2 separate regions of the Mus musculus genome follow, and region 1 is linked to region 2. A link is a contact called in public Hi-C data. All regions are on one chromosome and are shown on one strand. The core of a region is the stretch at or near the end of the contact, and the rest is flanking DNA. Distances in the headings are between cores, read along the strand shown. Region 1 overlaps Sulf1 (sulfatase 1). Region 2 has its middle 83 kb from the start of Gm22633.

Region 1 (3,295 bases), core at 275-2,774, 540 kb after region 2:
AGATGGATGCTGGGAACTGACCCTGGATGTGCTAGAAGAGCAGAAAGTGCTTAGTCACTGAGCCTCCTCGCTAGCCTCTACTTAATCTTCTGCAGCTTGGTCCTCACATTGCTGTGGTCTGTGTTGCCTTTTCCTGACGTGGCTTGGTAGTTAGCTGCCTTTTCTTCAGCAACCTGCTCTTCTGTGTGAAGACCTTGAAGGTTCAAGGCACTTCAGGCCAAGCCTGAAAAGAGACGAATGTAACATGGCTTGAAATAATCATTTGGAAACAGCAGAGGTGTGGAGGCTCAGGTGGGACCATAGCGTGAGTTCTAGATGCTCAGGGCGTGGGGTCGAAAGCCCCAATGCTGCTCTGATAATTATACATATAGCACAGGCATGCGGCTCTCTTGATGAAAATGGATGTTAACCGCAGAGCCCTTGCTCACGGCGAAGGCTTGCCCATGATTTACTATGCATTTGATTTATCTGCTGACAGAACCATCACATTGCTTGGCCAAGCTTTTTTACATCAGAGACGCCTCCTGGTGGTATTGGCTTACCAGTGGGAGATATGAGCTACTCATAGACACTACTAGAGTGGGTATCCTATTCACACATGACTTCTTTAGGTTTTTGAGACAGGTTTTCTCTGTGTAGGCCTGGCTGTTCTGAAACTTACTCTGTAGACTGGTCTGGCCTTGAACTCAGAGATCCGCCTACCTCTACTTCCCAAGTGCTAGGATTAAAGTCCTTACCACCAAGACAGGACTTATCTGAAATTATGTGTGGCTCAGCCCGCATGGATATTTAGAGCATACGTATATTGTGCTGGTGTCAGCTTAGAAACCTATGCATTGAAATACACACAATAATAGCACACAGGCGACACTTGTATATGGGAGGGAGAAAAGGATACATTTAACAGTGCTAGTCCTTATCCAGGCTCACTCTGTTGTCTTGCTAACATAGCTTCAAATGAAGGCCAGGATTCTTCCTACTGACCAGTGAGTCCTTTAGGGCTTGTAAGAGAAAAACTGAAATGTAAAGAAGTTATTGGGCCTTTCGAATGGAGAGGGGCTTCTGAGAGGCCTCCCGGGGTGAAAAGACATTGTTGGAACCAGAACTGTGAACTTGCTGCATTCCCACAGCTGTGGACAAAACAGGAACTAGGAACCCCAATGCGACCCCCACTACCACCCCCGCAGAGCGCATTTTCTGGGAAGGTCGAATCAGTCTCCCTGGGACCCACCACATGCTGCGGGCGTGAAGAGTTTGTAGGAGAAGAAGGAAAATCAAAAGAAAACACGATGAGTTTGCCAATGTCTGGGATACCCAGAGTTGGCTTTGCCGGTAATGGCCTCAAATTAAATTCCTCTCCGTCTTGCTCCTCTGCCACTCTGCCCAGGCTCACTTTAGAAACCAAGAGGCAGAGAACAAAGCAGGCAAGTTTGTTTTTCCAGAACAAATGGGGCAGTTTGGGGTCCTGGTGGAAGCAGCGCTGACAGCTGGCTCCGTGTTGGGACACTAAGGGTTTTAACACGGTTCATTCAAGACTGTTTAGTCTGGGGGCGGAGGATTCATTTATCAGCGCCAGTGTCATCGAGGCAGTTCTGATTCCCAATGATTTGTCATCTGTATGTGCCTGCCACAAACGAAATAGAACTGAGCAGTTACTGCAGGGTCACTTAAAAGCCAGTCCCCTTTCATTTATGCTCCTTAATGGAATTAGCAGTGAGGGACGGGGCAGGGGTGGGGGAGGGGGGAGGTGATGATGGGGGACCGGACTGACGGACACCTAGCTACTGCTAGGGTGCTTTGTAAATAACAACTGGCTCAGCATCGCCAACTGCTTCCCGCTGGCTCTTGCAGAACTGGCAGTGCATCGAGGACACATCCGGCAAGCTCCGAATCCACAAGTGTAAGGGACCCAGCGACCTGCTCACGGTCCGTCAGAATGCACGCAACCTCTACTCTCGCGGATTGCATGACAAAGACAAAGAGTGCCATTGTAGGGACTCTGGCTATCGCTCGAGCAGAAGCCAGAGAAAGAATCAAAGGCAGTTCCTGAGGAACAAGGGAACACCAAGTAAGCTCAACCTTGTGACCCCCCCCAGCCCCCCCCCACACCCCACACACATACAGCGGCAGGAGGATCCCTTTTCAAGACAACCTCCCCCGTGATTCACACACAAATGAGATGTTCTCGGTGCCTAGATTTCAGGATAAAAGCAAAAATCATTGCTCAGTTTAAAGTAAGATAGCAAAGATCAGCTAGAAATTTTACTTTGCGAGCATTTTCACTTAGTATAGAATAAAAATCCACTTAGTAACTTCCTAGGGACCAGGGCATCCACACACGCAGCGGGTGTCCCTCGGGACCAGTGGGGGAGGGTTAGAGCCATCTGACTTTACCTTCATGGTAATGCTCTAATATGCCTGCCTTAACTTGATTTAAAAGTTAAATTTTAGGTATCAATCAGTTCATGTGTGTTTAACCTTAGAGGAAAGACATGAGCAGTTTTTAAACGCATATTTTTCATGTTTTAGACTGTATCTTTAAATGTTGTCAGACGCTTGTATCTTGTTGAGTGGCAGTATCAAATTAGTTGAACTCAGTACAGCATATCCTTACTGCCTACAGGTTTTTTGTTTCTTTTTTTTTTTTTTAGTAAAAACTCTCAGGTAACTGATTGATACAGACTACAGAAAACAGGAGGAACATCTACTGAAGAATGATAGTCTACTGCCACCTCGTGGCATATTAGAGAAGTGGCTCAAATCTGTGCACATTCTATGTCTGGAAACAAATAAGTTCTGTTTAATTGGACACAAAACACTTAAGAGACTCAGAGTTCCTTAAAGCGACATTTTTGTGCTGAACAGAATAGACTAGAGGGCCATGAATTCCTTATCTAGGTGGACTGGTCTTCACTGGTTCTTAAAGTGGTTTATAGCCAGTACACAGAGTTACGGGATTGTCTTTCCTCCTGGAAGGAAATTTCACACTTAAACCTCATAAGAAAAATCACAGCTAGAATTAATAAGGTTACAAGGCCCCCTGATACAAGCATCCCACTTAGCAGCAGGAACACTGTCCCCTGCCAGAAAGTTTTCAAACTGCATCCTACAACAGGAGCAGGTTTCCTCTTTTCCTGAGGTGATAGTGGTGCAAGTCGTCGTCTGTCATGGCAGCCACTACTGCACCTGGAAAGTAAGGGGTCCTATAGGGACCAAGCTCCCCTGTAGGAAGGCTGACAGTTGCGATTCCCTCGTCTCTGTGACTCTTCTTCGTGACTTAGGAAGCTGAAGACAA
Region 2 (3,500 bases), core at 201-2,700:
CTTTAGTACAGGGGAACACCAGGCCCAAGAAGTGGGAGTGGGTGGGTAGGGGAGTGGGGGGGATGGTATGGGGGACTTTTGGTATAGCATTGGAAATGTAAATGAAGAAAATACCTAATTAAAAAAATTTTTTTAAAATCACAATAAGATGCAAATAAAACAGGATTAAAAAAAAAAAAAGACTAGGCAGCCTGGTTGAAAAGTCAACAGTCAACAGACTCTTTTTAGCTTGATAGGTAAGTAGGTATTGACAAGCCCTTTACAAGCCAATACATAGAAAATATAACAAATCTCCTATGATAGGTGCTGCCTTTGCCTTTTGGGGATGTGTACTTTCTTCTGTCCAAGCATCTTGACCCATGTCAAAGAGGAGCAGAATTAAACTCCCTCTCTGTGGCATTCAAATCTGATATGGGAAGCACGGGACACATGCTAGATTACACACTTCCCCAGGGTTCGCCACCATGAACTAGGAGGTACGAACATTGCCTGTCTTTGGGTATTAAAATCATATCTAACACTGACAAACACAGTCTCTTCAGAGGGAGGAAGACCAAGCCCCTCTCTACAGGGAGTGTGAAGCCATATAAACCCAGGAAGAGAAAAAAACTCTGACTTTGTTTGAGGACCAAGATTAGCTCTGCCACTACCCTCTTTGGGTCTAACAGAATCCCTGGCCCCATTTTTGGTATTTTTCCCTGATTTGCTTTGTGGAAACAAGAGCTATACATCAGTTATCACATGAAGCAGCATATGTGAAGACAGTTGCATAAAGGAATCATTAACTCATCCCACTATTGAAAATTAATATCACCAGAAGTAATTCTTCTTATAGTATCAAACATTAAAGTCCTTTCAAGTCTCCATAGAATGTTGAGAAGGGAAAAAATGAAAACCTCAGAATGGAAACCTCTAGCTGAGCATTAAAATGAGAATGTGGAAGCAAACAGACTGCATCATTTCTTTTGCATTATTTCTGCCACTTGGAGCCAAGAATATGGAGCTGAATCAATATGTGCACACTCCCTAAGTCCTGGAAACATGGACCAAGGAAAAGCTATAGCACAGGGTTCTCTGGGTAAGCACCACAGCATGTGCCTACATATTAAATTGAAAACTACCCTTAACAAGTCTGTCATAGTTATTATTTTCTCTATAATTCACTTGGGTTTTGGTACTTAAACAAGCCATTCAGTGTTTAACTGAAGACAGATTCTGGTCACCACCTTTCCCATGTATATAAAAACAAATCCAATTCTTTGTAGAACTTTTCTGTGATTCATCCTCTCTTCTGGCAATGCCTCAAAGTCTATGACCTTGCTTGAGACTTCTGATGTGTCACAACTCACTACAAATTCACAAAAGACCCAGACAATCAGCCAGCAGTTTACAGTGTCATCAGGGAAAACCCTGTGGAGTGTTATGGGAACCATGGGGAGGAGGCAGCGGTCTTCTGGAATGCAGGGAAGGTCCAAGAAGGCCTGTGACAGCTGCATCTTCCTGTGACAGCAGGAGCAGTGCAGTGCCCTTCCCCAACTTTCAATTTCTCTTCCCTTTCTTATCTCCATTTGAAACTGGGGACCCTTGGAGTATTGCATGACTCCTCTGTGCCAAGAATTGGAATCAGAAAGTATTGACTTAAAGTCCAAGAGCAGGTAAGGAAAGCTGCGGCATGAAAACCACATTTTATAGAAAACTGGAACCGGATGAAACAATATGCAAAGCAAGATGACCAGAAGAGAGAATGTCTGTTTTATATTCCTGCGTAGCATTTACATTTTTTGTTCCAAAACCACTTTTTAAACATTATTAATTCTGAAGGTATCGCATAGGTCCAGGAACAGTGCCAGCTTTTCGGGGCATGGAGCTGTGAAGCTCCACTATGCAGGTTTTTAATCATTTCAATTCCAACATTAACTTTCCACAGACTGTTCACGTTAGTGACTGCTAATTAACATTAGCTGATCGGGGAAAGGCAGGTTTACAGATGATCATGTTGTTTTCAAGCACAAGCCCTTAAAAAAAGTTTAATGGTGGAAACAAAAGGCATCTAAGAACAGAAGCTTCTGGAAGAACATCTTGTTCTTGCCTCTCCTGGGTCATGCCTTCCTGTCTGGCCTTCTGTTTAAGAGCCATGTTTCTGAAGACATAACTGTGGACAGTTTTGCCCGTGGCTGTGAGGTGATTGGAGATGCAAGCTCTGGCACAACACTTGATCTTTGACCTCTTGGTGCTTGGCTTCTTGCCAATAGTAACTGGCAAGTAGTGTGATGGTGGTCAATCTCAGGCACCAGAGTGCTGCTGCAGAGGAGCCATTACTGTTCTTCACAACAGCAGCTTTGCATCAAGAGCAGTGAGGAGGACCAGAATCAGCACACCTCAGGGGTCACAAACCCATTTCCTTTCATGATGTCAGTAACAAGCATGGGCAACAGCAGAAATCCGCCATGTTTACTTTCCCCAAAGCAATAAATGTGCACGTGTGCATATGCTACCAAAGCTGAACTAGGGACCAATGGAGCAAGCTCATGCTAGGGCCTTCAGCCTTTATATTTTTGTTGTTTTAAGGCTAGAAAGATAAAACCATCAGGATGGCTCAGTGTAAAAAGCACTTGTGTTAACCCTCAGAACTTACTTAAGAGCTGGGCAGGCATTACAGATGCTTATACTAGTTGTATTGGTAAGTTCTGAGTTCAAGTGGGAGACCCTGCCTCAGTAAAGAAAGAAAGATTCCTGGCATCAGTTTGAGGCCTCTGTATTCACAATACATATACATATACCCACACATATACACATGTAAGCCCACCTACATGTGACCACACAGACATACACATATTATATGCACATACACAAAAAGTAAAATAAAGGCCAGAAAAGTTTGCTACATATACTGAGTGAATATTCCTAGTTTCAGTTATTTTTGTTCATTGCCTTTTCATCTGGGACATTATTAAAACATTCTTTGCTACATGCAATAATTTCAGGGTTGCCACTTTACAAAGAGGAGTCTAAGTGATATCTAAAAGTGACTCCCATTTCTGCTAATTCTAAACATTACCCATATATGTTAAGTTCACTCTGTGGTCAAAGAAAGGGTAAATCGCCATGCCTTGTTACACAAATTCCTGGAAGAATGGTGCATGCACAAATTGTTTCTGTGATACCATATGAGCAAAGAATGAGAAGAAAGTGGTAAGAACAGAAATGGACAGACCTAAGGTGGAGGGAGTATCGTAGAAGGATGAGAAAAAGGAAACAAAATAAAGAACAAATAGGAGCAAACTCAGTTATCCATACAAGACTTACAAGAAACGAAGATCAAGGTGAAGGGATATTTCTGTATAGGAGGAAAGAGCCTATAGGACCTGATTAGCTCTCGAAAACAGAAAAGCTTCCAACATCATCTCTAAGTTGCTTTCTGCTAAAACCTGTATTTAAGTATCCTGCAGAAGGCTGGCTTTATTTAAATTCATTGTAGTCATCTTTGCCCAGTCACCCTT

What was found. A called contact is a pair of places that touch in the nucleus more often than the background predicts.
Region 1: a Hi-C map of muscle stem cells shows a contact between it and region 2, with 3 times the contacts expected there. The contact joins two enhancer-like sites. A contact is called at or near these places in 10 of 484 Hi-C or Micro-C datasets (cortical neurons, embryonic stem cells, muscle stem cells and 5 more).

The regions. Positions count from the first base shown.
Region 1 is chr1:12,834,262-12,837,556 of GRCm38.p6, forward strand. It overlaps Sulf1 (sulfatase 1), which reads left to right. Exons shown (of 22, transcript NM_001198565.1): 13 at 1,852-2,068. Among named protein-coding and RNA genes, the nearest start is that of Sulf1, 140 kb to the left of the region's middle. Within about 2 kb of position 1,525, at least 79 of the 459 cell types and tissues checked have an H3K27ac peak or open chromatin away from gene starts, as enhancers often do. A contact at or near this core is called in muscle stem cells, where this site is marked.
Region 2 is chr1:12,290,576-12,294,075 of GRCm38.p6, forward strand. No RefSeq gene overlaps it. Among named protein-coding and RNA genes, the nearest start is that of Gm22633, 83 kb to the right of the region's middle. Within about 2 kb of position 1,451, at least 14 of the 459 cell types and tissues checked have an H3K27ac peak or open chromatin away from gene starts, as enhancers often do. A contact at or near this core is called in muscle stem cells, where this site is marked.